2 separate regions of the Mus musculus genome follow, and region 2 is linked to region 1. Evidence: chromatin contacts called from public ChIA-PET data. All regions are on one chromosome and are shown on one strand. The core of a region is the stretch at or near the end of the contact, and the rest is flanking DNA. Distances in the headings are between cores, read along the strand shown.

Region 1 (5,205 bases), core at 1,524-4,023:
CCAAGAAAAGAACGTGTTTTAGTGAGCTTAGTTCCTCGCTGCCTTTTTTTGCCCGCTGCTCAAGCCAACCTGTTAGTTTTTCAATGACCTCCATCTTGCCTAGCGAGGGGGATGCAGCTCTCTCTCAATCAGCTCTCTGGGTAGTGAAATAAAAATGGACATTCAGATCTAGACCCAGGGCAGTCTTTGAGTGATGTGGGCCACCACTTAACCCCACGGTGTCCTCCGGAGGCCCAGGAAATGGCATGCTGGCTGGCAGGGAAGGGCACTGTGGGACAGGCAGGGCCTTGTGGCTTCTGTACTCAGGTAATTGGTTAACTAACTGGTATGTCACTGGAGTTCTCAGAAAGGCCATTGTACCAGCTGTCTTCCCCGGCCTTGTCCCTTTCCCTTCCCCCAGGTATTGATCTGATATCACACACCTGGAGAGCTACAGTGAGTGCCTCCTCACTAGGGCTCCAGGCCCTGTGTCCACCCTGTCCCACCTCTAGAGTCCCCAGGGAATGTGTTCTTTAACTGATGGAGGAGCCGGTTCTGGGTAAGGAGGAGGGGGGAAGAATAGAGGTGTGGCGGTAGCTGGAAGGGTAGATGATGTCATCCTGCACAGAGGGTTACCCCCACTCAAAGCAGGATTATCCAGAACAGAGAATCTGTTCTTACTTTTTCAGTACTGGACCGGTGCCTCCCTCTTATGAGCCCAAACCCCAGCTCTTTGTGCTGTTCTTCCTCATCCGTCCTAGAGCAGACAGTTTCCGCCCCGTAGGCCCACACAGCCTTCCAACCAGCTGACTTAGACCTAGAAGCCACAGACCTGGTGGTGCTCATTTCTCTGGGAAGTTTTGCCAGAGCCGCCATGGTCAGGACCATTCCTCTGAGCTGGCCTGTGTCTTCCCCCCCTACCCAGGTCCTTCTTGGCTCTGTTTAGGAACATGGCTGCTGGTAGTGGTGGGGTATCCTAGTGCCAAGGCAGAGAGACAAAACTAGAACCCAAGCCTGGTCTCAGAATTGATCTCTGTCCTGGTGCTTATGCCTCCTTCCCAATTCCTGGGTTTTCTTATTAGATCTATAAGCCTTTGGTGACCGCTGCCAAGCATGGAGGAAGACCATCTATTTAAAGCTCTCTGTTCCGTTCACTTCCGTGTCCTCTTCCTCCTCTGTTCCACACGCTGCTCTCCTAGTGTGGGGGACGCCCCCGAACCCCATTCGCACCAGCTGCTTTGCCTCAGCAGCCACTTCCCACCCCTGTTCCTGCTTCTGCCTCTCTTGGGCTCTTCACTGAAGTATGTGGCTTGTCCCCCCTACGTGACCCAGGCCACAGACCTGGTCATGGTGCCCTAGTAGTCCCTTCATCTTCCTCCCTGAGCTCTGCAAGACTCTCTCCAGGGCCTGGTGCTCGCTCAGCTGGGCCTTGCTGTGCAGGACAGTGTCCCCAAAGCTCTGTACTGTCCCTCCCATGCTCAGGTCACCCATCTCTCACATGCCGATCTGAGCTTGGCCCTGCTCTCTCCCCTCCCCCGGGGTTAAGATGTTCTTCCCTCCTGTTCTTCATCTGTCATACCTGGGGCCTTTTCCTGGGTGGCAGGCAGAGACTGCCCCATGTGGAAGGCTGCCTGCCTCCCTGATACCATGCCAGGCCCCAGGGCTCTTCTCCCACATACACCCAAGTTCCCAGGGTTCAGGGACAAGCTGCTGTTTGTTAGGGGAGCTGAGTGACCACCCAAGGCCCAGAAGGTCAACGAAAAGATAAGCATCAGGTGACAGAAGGGACAGGGAAGGCCTTTTCATGACATCACTTTGTTGCAGCGATGCCAGTGCTCCATTTTCCTCCCGGAAGGCGTCTGATCTCCGCTCGCTTTCGTTTCTTAGAAATTCATTGTCCCTTACAAAGTTACAGATTCTGTTCTGAGAGTGCTTGGGTGCCTTTCTCGTGTTTCTGTGTCTGTCTAACCGGTCCAAGGGTCCACCGTGTCCTGGGCTCAAGCTGACTTATCCCACTATCAAACTCCTATTCATACCCTCGGGCTGCCACACGCCCATCCCCACTCTGTGGAAGAATGGGAGGGGAGGTGGGCTATGCCGTCCCCTCCCTCGATGGCCCCTTGGCCTGGGCTGTCTTCCTTCCTTAAGCTCTGTTTAGTTTAGTGGAGCACCAGATAAGAGTCCTATCCTCTTCCAGTGGACCTTGTTTCATGCATTCAAGGACATACAGCCAATAAAAAACGACAGTAATGAAACATACCCGGATGCTCTTGTAGTTCCCTCTTCTGTTACCACTGTGGGAAGAGGCCCTAAAACTTATTTAGCAGGAACACCGGGCGAAGATCGGGTCCATTGCCAGCAGCACCCTAAGCGCTGCTGAGGGCTCCAGTTCATTGGCTGTGGGTGGCGGTATTTAGTTACCCATCTCCTGTTTGCTCTTTCAGACCCTAAGGACGTCAAGTGCTCCTCCACCCTCCCCACGGTAAGAGCTCCTGTGTTTCCTGTTACCTCCCAGTACAGCCTGCTCCTCTTTACAGCCCACACTGCCAGCAAGGAAAGGCTGGCCACAGCCTCACGCATGACAAGAGTCTATCTCAGCCATTGCAACCCACTGAGCCCTTCCTGCTTCTAAGTCCTCCGCTCTCCCTACAGAGGCTACCTGAAACATGTCACCACAGCCTGGCCTGACATCCCTCAGTGGCTCCCATAAAACCCCCTCTACCTGTTTTCCCTCTGCCCTGTCAAGCAAGCGTTAGGCATATCAAGGAGACCCTTGCTCTAGGGACAGTGCCCAAATTGTACAGCAGGGGGCACCAGAGCCTCTTCCTGTTGAGGCTTAACAGCCCAGGGGTCCTGGGTGTATGTATGTGTGTGTGGGGGGGGTGGGGGGTGGAGAACATTCTGACACTTTATTAACGAAAAACAAAAATAAGCAAAGAAGGCTACTATATTCTAGAAATGTAGCCATGGTGGTATTTGAAAGTGTTCTCAAAGCCATGATGATTTCAGAGTCCAAGTTCACAGAGCTGGTGGTGATTTCATTGTGATCTGAGGCCTCCGTGAGTCACTGGGGTTTGGGGGGTGGGGTGGGGTAGCTCTAAACACAATAGAACCAGGATACTCACTTGCAGACAAGAAAACCTCTGTGGCCACATCCTGCAGCAGCGAATTCTAGAAGTGGCTTCTTCCTCATTGCTAGCTCCAGACATACAGGGGACCAGGCTAGGCACAAGCTCCTGCCTCTCCTGCTGGCACGTATGTGAGGTAGGGCTGAGTCTGCCCGATGCTATACGTGATCTTGGCCAAAAGGTCTAAGCATATCTTTATTAATTTTCTCCTTTTCAAGTCTCTGAGTGAGTCACCAGGGTCTCACAGAGCTCAGCTGCCCTGAGGGCTCGATGGCATGCTGAGCCGGAATCATAAACAGAACTGTTGCTATCTCCACCCTCTTAATGTTTCACAGTGGGGTTCAGCTTCAACACAGGAAGTCATGGGGGTACCCAGCCCTGGCGTAGCTGAGCTGAAGAGAAAAACCATGTCTATTAGGCCTCATCAGAATTCAAGGCTTTAGTGTTTCAAATGGGACCATCTGAATGGGGGAGGGGTGGGGCGAGAAATATTTACAAATTGTGTCTGGGCAGAGACCTGCATCTAGAATACTAACTCATTACTTAGACAGCCAAGGACAAGCAGGGTCAGAGGACCACAGCAGATATTTCTTCTAAGAAGACACACGGGTGGGCTGTGGGCAAGAAGTACGTGTGTCTCACCACTCGGTGTGAGCAGGCATCAGGCGACTTGGTCAAATCCACAGGGTGGCTGTCATGAGGGTTAGTGTGAATGTGGAGGGATCAGAACTCCCGCCTCCCTAGGGCGTATGGAAAGGGATGCAGCCTCGTGGAATGAACAGTTACATCTGACCCCACAGCCCCACTCCCAGAAACACACCAAGAGAATCACAATCACGAAAGACTTGGGCACACAGGTTACCCATAGGGTTATAGCATCCCAAAAATGGAGCAAAATAGACAACTGCCAGTTGATAAACAGATGCATTCAGTGTGATACATTCTGTGGTGAAATATTATTAGGCAGTAGGAGAAATTAAGCTCTGTTGAAGCCATTTGGCTGAACTAAAGAAGCGATTCAGAGAAAGCCACAGCATAAATACAGTTCCATTTGTATGAATGCTTGACTGCTGAGCTATAGCCCAGTCCCTGTGGGAAGCATCCAGAAGTGGGAAAAAATCCTGAGAACAAGCAGATCAGTGAGGGGAGAGGGGGCTGGGGGGACAGCACACAGTGACAGTGCTGTCCCTAAAGGTGAGGAGCATTCTGGGGTTGCGGTCAGTGCTGGATACAAGGCTCTGACTCAGACCACTGAACAGAAAGTCATGAAACAGCAGCATATTTCTGGTTGTTCATCACAATTTTTTTCCTGAGAATTTTTTTCTGTCATGAAAGAAGTGTTCATTTAAAAAAAAAATGTATTGGTGAGCTGGAGAGATAGCTTAGTGGTTAAAAGTACTGAGTTCAACGCCCAGCATCCACATGGTGGCTCACAACCATCAGTAATGGGATCTGATGCCCTTTTCTGGTGTGTCTGAAGACAGTGATGGTGTACTCGCATATACAAAAAACAGTAAGTATTGGGTTTTAGTGTGTAAGCATCTTCCTCTGAGGTTGTATACTCTCTCTCTCTCTCTCTCTCTCTGTGTGTGTGTGTGTCTGTGAGCGTTCATGGAGACAAAGAGTACATCAGATCCCCTGGAACCGGAGTTTGGAGTTTGTTGTGAGCCACTAGGTGGGTGCCAGGAATAGAACCTAGGACCTCTGGAAGAGCAGCCAGTGCCCTTAACCACTGAGCCACATCTCCAGCCCCAGTGTAAGCATTCTCATGGAAGTCTAATCAGCTGCTTCTCTTCCAGCACCCTAGAGCCTCTGAGAATGGCATAAACAGATTTAGACTGCAGAAGCAAACCACGTACAGTGAAAAGAATGGACCTCTGGTGAGTGACACACAGCTTCCACCTGCTGGGATGTCTTTAGAGATTCAGAACCAGTCTCTAACCCCCCCACCCCCCACCCCCCCTACCCCACCCCCCGTGGACCAACTGGCTGTCCCCGGGCCTCAGGCGCAGCTCAGACATCCAGGATCTTTAAGCCATTGAATCTCCTTGTATTCCTAAGGGCCATTTGAGTCAGCCTCGTTGACTTTCTCTGGACA
Region 2 (5,205 bases), core at 1,451-3,950, 730 kb after region 1:
GATCCATTCTGCAGAATTGCTGCCAAGACTAAGGAGTAAGTGGCTCTGGCCCGTGCGTTCTCACTGCTTCCTTGGTGCCCTTGGGTGGGGTTCTGTCACGCAGTACAGTACCAAGCAGTCGTCTAGTGTAAGGAGCACCCATTCCTAACACCCCTCACAGGCCTGAGGCCAGGCCAGCCCAGGCTACACAAGATCTTGCTCAGACAAAAGAAGGCATAGGTTCTGGCCCATCAGCAGCACCTGGTTGCCAATCCAGGACCCTCTCCCACACCAGACTCCCACCTTCTGTCTGTCTGTCCTGTGGCATGCCGTGATCCCTTGAATCTTGAGTGGACCTGCTTCAGGGGTATCTGAGTCCCAGTTAACAGTTGGTGGGCACACTAGGCCCCAGGCAGGCACGTGCATATGCACACACTTACCGGAGTTGTTCTTCGTTGTATTCCTGTCTGCACAGGCTCCAGGCCAAGTGTTTTCATCCTGTTCTCTCCGATGTGTTTCTGCCCTCAGCCACACGCTGGTACAGACTGTAGCGAGGGGTGTTTTTGAAGTCATTGTAGATCAGTCTGCCTGTGTACCTCAAGAGTCTGTGGAGGAGCGGAAAACCAAAGAGGATGGCAGTGGCTTCCCTACGAAGGCGTTGGCCTGTAGGAAGGCAGTCAGTGGGAAGAAGGCTGGTGAGAGGCTTCCTCTTATACTCTTTCCTTTCTGTTGGGTCGATTGGCTGCCTGGGTTTTCCTCATTTCTATATACCAGTTTTGTCTGTGTGCACGAACGCGTGTGCTCGCGCACACTTTCATGTGGAGGCCAGATGTCAGCACTGGGAGTCACTGTTCAGCTTTCACCCACCCCTATTTTGAGGTGAGGTTCCTCATTGCCCTGGAAGATGCCTAATTAGGCTGGACTGGCTGGCTGGTGAGTCCCAGGGATACGCCTGTTGCTGCCTTCCCTGTGCTGAGCCCAGAAGCCTGTACTGCCATGCCCAGGAGTTTTTTATGTGAATTCTGAAGGTTGAATCCGGGCCCCTTGTACTTGCCTGATGAAGCCTGCTGGCTCCTCTGTTCTTGGTTTTTAAGTCTTCATCAAGCACTTTGTTGACATCTCACTGCATATAGACCTCCCAAAAAATAAATCAGGGTACATAAAAGACACATGTGGACAGTTGGTCCCAACACCACTCACACTAGGCCAAGTTCTTTCTGTCCCTCCTAGCCCATTCACCTCCTTTGTGAGACGTTTGGCCTGTGCCTGTGAGAACTGCCGTGCAGTCAGGAGCACTTGTTCCCTTGGCTCCCCTCCAGCACACAGCTTCCTTCCTGCAGGCTTGAGTCCTTTTGTGGGGGTAGGGTTGTTCAGTATGGGGTTGGTCCTAGGGGCAAAACCTGGAGCTTCGCATATAAAATAAAGACCAGGATTTTTAGGAGACCAGTTTCAAGTATCTCCCCAGGCAGCAGTCACTGGTGTTCTCCCTGGTAATGGGGATTGAACCCAGAGCCTGGAGGGACTGAGCCACATCCATTCTTGAATGTCAAGACTGTGTCTTTGTCTTTGGATGTGTTTTGGCAGCACTAGACGAATGCCTCAGAGACGGAGTCATTGGCAGCAGAGAAAGAGACATCTGTGCAGCCTTGAAAGATTCAGGGTCACCTCTCCAGGTGGGAGCAGCTTTTGCTTTTAATAGAATGTGGGTTGACCTGGGATGGCTTGGCTAGAGAATTAGAGTCAGAGCTCATTAAGCCATAAGGCTTAAATTGTAAAGTCCTTTATAATCCCTTCTGTAATTAATGTCACCATTCTTAGAATGAGCTTGTTGGAGACACAGTTGAAAGGGTTTTAGGCTGGTGTGGTGTTGTTCACATGGATCCTCAGCACATAGGAGGGTCTCAAGTTCAAGAACAGCCTGGGTTACCTAGTACACTCCTATTTCAAAAAAACAAAAACAAAATGAAGCCAAGCATGGTGGTACACACACTCAATCCCAGCATTCGGGAGGCAGAGGTTGACAGGTCTCTGAGTTCAGACACGCCTGGGCTATGCAGAAAGATCCTATCAAAAATAATCAATGAACAGTTAAGTGGGTTTTGAAAGATCCCGAACCTCATTTTGTAAGCACTGTTGCCTGTTCTTCTGCATGTAACAGCACCAGCCTTTATGGGGGCCTTGGGGGGTGGGGTTGTTTTTAAGCAGATCTTGCTGTATATAGTCTAGGTGGAGTGGGGCTCACAGCGGTCCTTCTGCCCCTCCGAGTACTGGGAATACACCAGTGCACCACCATGCCAGGCTTCTAGTTTTGAGTTTTGGTTGGTTGGTTGGTTGGTTGGTTGGTTGGTTGGTTGGTTGGTTACCGGGTCTTTCCTTTATGTAGCCCTGGCTACTCAATAACTGCCATGTAAACCAGGCTGGCCTTGAACTCACAAAGATCCACCTACCTCTATTCCCCAACTGCTGGGATTAAAGGTCTGTGCCACTCCACACATGCGTACACAATTGTGCTTTGAAAACGTAAAGACAGTTATAGAGATTGAGACCCCAGGATGAGCATACAAGCAGGCTCCTCAGGCAGTTCTTCTCTGTGCATGAGAGCCCAGTTTGGAGAAGACTGCTCCCAACAGCAGCTAGAAGGTGACTCTCAGACAGGCCAGGCTGTCTCACCACTGCTTGGGTTTCCTGTCTCTTTGTGGTAGTTTGACTATAAGGCTGTTGCTGATCGACTCCTGGAAATAGCCAACTCAAAAAGCACCCCGCCTTTCAACAGGAAGCGACTCTGCAGACTAGTCAGAAAGTAAGTAGCAAGTGAGATCCTGTGGCCACACCAGCACTCTCCCACGTTTCTTTCCTTCTCTTAAAGATGTATTTACTGTTAGATGTGTCAGTGTGTGTCTGTGTATGTGTGCTCTTGCAGCGGCCCGAACAAAGTGGTGCTCTGGAACTAGAGTTACAGGCAGTTGTGAGGCATCCAGTGTGGGTACCAGGAACCAAACTCAGGTCCTCTGGAACTTCTGAGCCATCTTTCCAGCCCCCGCTGCCTTTTTCTTTATCTTTTATCACTTTATTCATAACCACATGGCAGTAACTGATCTGAGCTCGATCCTTTAATATTATGAATGCCTTTAGAAAGGAGGTAGGGACTCGACCCAATGAATAAAGAATGAAGGTTAGAGTTTAGATCCTCAGTACGAATGGAAGTGGCTGGCAGGTGTGGAGTCTCATGTCTAATCCCAGCACCCATGAAGTTCCAGGCATCAAGGCAGCTCACTTGGTTGGGAGGCAGAGATGGGACTCCTAGAGCAAGATAACTAGACTAGCCAAATTGATAAATTCTGAGTTCAAATGAGAGACCCAGGGGAGAGTGGCTGAGGAAGATACCTGGTATCAACCTCTGACTCTACATGCACGTGTGCTCACCTGCAAATGTGTGGACACACCAAAAATGGCTCTTAAAGAATTCCCCAGTAGATGGCATCCATAAGTTCTCGTGCTTTATAGCTGGACCTCCAAAGGCATGCCAGGGGCTTCAGTGTGGGTACTAGGGCTGACCTGCCTGCCCCAGCGACCCATCCCAGCCCTATGTACATCCCTCATAGCCTCAGCTTTGGTTATTTGGTCTGATGCATAAAGAGAACCCTAGTGGGCAAACCTCCCCTGAACATAGCAGAGCGTTAAGTTGTCTGCCTTCAGAAACAAGCGAGACAGACATGGGATCTCTTGGTATTGTGTGCCACTGTGTCCTATGCAGAGCTGGTGGAATGGAAAGCACCTTTGTCCTAGGCTTCTTCCTTCCTGACTCACCGCATCCCTAGGTGGGGCTGTCCCCTAGCCTCCCTGTGGAGGAGAGAGTGAGCACTGAGTATCCGGATTCCCGTTTTATGTTCAAAACCTGAGCTGTGAACTCTGAACTTCCATGTGCTTTTTTGTTTTTTGTTTTTTTACAGGTTCCAGGACCTCTGTGAAGGTAAGAAGAGTTGTTCTCACCCAGTACACACCCCACCAAGGGCAGCCCGGCCAAATCCAAGACTTCGGGTCATAGGGAAATTAATCCGTGGGTGGCCACCCTCATTGCGTTCACCTAAGCAAGTACCCTGGGAAATGCCTCCATGCAAGACCCTTTGCACATACTTTCCATCCATCCGGTGCCTGCAGTGTGTGGGTAACACCCATGTGGTATTTATTTGAAATTTTATTGGTGCTTTCTACAGTTAAGGTTTTAATGGGGAAGGAAAGGCAGAGAGGTGACTCCATGGTCAAGAGCACTGGCCGCTCTTCTAGAGGACCAGGTTCAGTTCTAGAACCCACATGGTAGCTCACAACTGTCTAAACCTCCAGATCTAGGAGATCTAGTCAGTGCCCACATCTGGCCTCTGTGGACCCCATGATACACAACATAGAGGCCGGCAAAACTGGGCTAGGAAGATTAAAATCCTTTGTCAAAAAGAAAATCCAGGTGTCTCATTTTCCTTTAGGACGCATGGTTAAAGCTTGGTTAAACCTGAGCGGACCAGTGAGCCAGCTCTCTTGATCCTTGTGCCCTGACTAGATGGCTCCCAGAGCAGTAGGAATGTAAAGCAGTCTAGATGGAGAATGCCACCAGTCACTGTCCAGTGTGTGTTCTGGGTTGGGACAGTGGCAGGTAGTGCAGGTGATGGAGCTAAGTCAGGCTCAGCAGTCTTAGCTGGGTGGCTCAGGGCGGGGCCCAGATGCAGGCCTTGGAAGCTGACCCGTGCCCCTTTGGAACCTACAGGCAATGGTGCTCCACTCAGTTCTGCTGAGGACAACGGTCAGAGAAGGCACAAGAGGAAAAGAAAGAAGCTTTTAGAGAGTGAGAAAGGTGAGCTGCACAGTCTCGGAGCTGAAGGAGGTCGCCTTGCTCACACGGGACTGACAGAGAGGAGGTTTGTTCCTTGAGATAGAGCCGTCTCACATAGCCCAGGTTTCCCTGGAACTCATGAGCGAGCGCTGGGGTGCGATGACAGCAGCCCCGCACCACAGATCCTCTGGGTTCTGTCATTTCCTCTGCAGACACTGGTCTCCTGGTTCTCTGGGTTACCGGTGCCTGCCGCCACAGTTAGCTTTCTGTGTGGGTTCCATAGATCCAAACTCGAGTCCTCCTCCTCTGACGGCAAGCACTTTACCTACTAAGCCATCTGCCCAGCCCACCATAGCAGCTCTGTGGTGAGACCCTGTCTCTAGAGGAGTGTGCTGTGATGCTGT

Evidence for each region. ChIA-PET counts read pairs in DNA pulled down with a chosen protein or histone mark.
Region 2: an RNA polymerase II ChIA-PET map of memory CD8 T cells shows a contact between it and region 1, with 18 read pairs. The contact joins two enhancer-like sites. A contact is called at or near these places in 2 of 115 datasets of contacts at active chromatin or transcription factors (T-cell acute lymphoblastic leukemia and memory CD8 T cells) and 3 of 9 other capture datasets (adipose tissue, embryonic stem cells and liver).

Annotation. Positions count from the first base shown.
Region 1 is chr17:31,323,243-31,328,447 of GRCm38.p6, forward strand. It overlaps Slc37a1 (solute carrier family 37 (glycerol-3-phosphate transporter), member 1), which reads left to right. Exons shown (of 20, transcript NM_001242427.1): 9 at 2,424-2,461; 10 at 4,907-4,987. Among named protein-coding and RNA genes, the nearest start is that of Slc37a1, 30 kb to the left of the region's middle. Within about 2 kb of position 2,774, at least 75 of the 459 cell types and tissues checked have an H3K27ac peak or open chromatin away from gene starts, as enhancers often do. A contact at or near this core is called in memory CD8 T cells, where this site is marked.
Region 2 is chr17:32,051,176-32,056,380 of GRCm38.p6, forward strand. Rrp1b (ribosomal RNA processing 1 homolog B (S. cerevisiae)) reads left to right here. Exons shown (of 16, transcript NM_028244.2): 7 at 1-35; 8 at 508-674; 9 at 1,564-1,652; 10 at 2,682-2,779; 11 at 3,930-3,949; 12 at 4,736-4,822. Among named protein-coding and RNA genes, the nearest start is that of Rrp1b, 18 kb to the left of the region's middle. Within about 2 kb of position 2,701, at least 55 of the 459 cell types and tissues checked have an H3K27ac peak or open chromatin away from gene starts, as enhancers often do. A contact at or near this core is called in memory CD8 T cells, where this site is marked.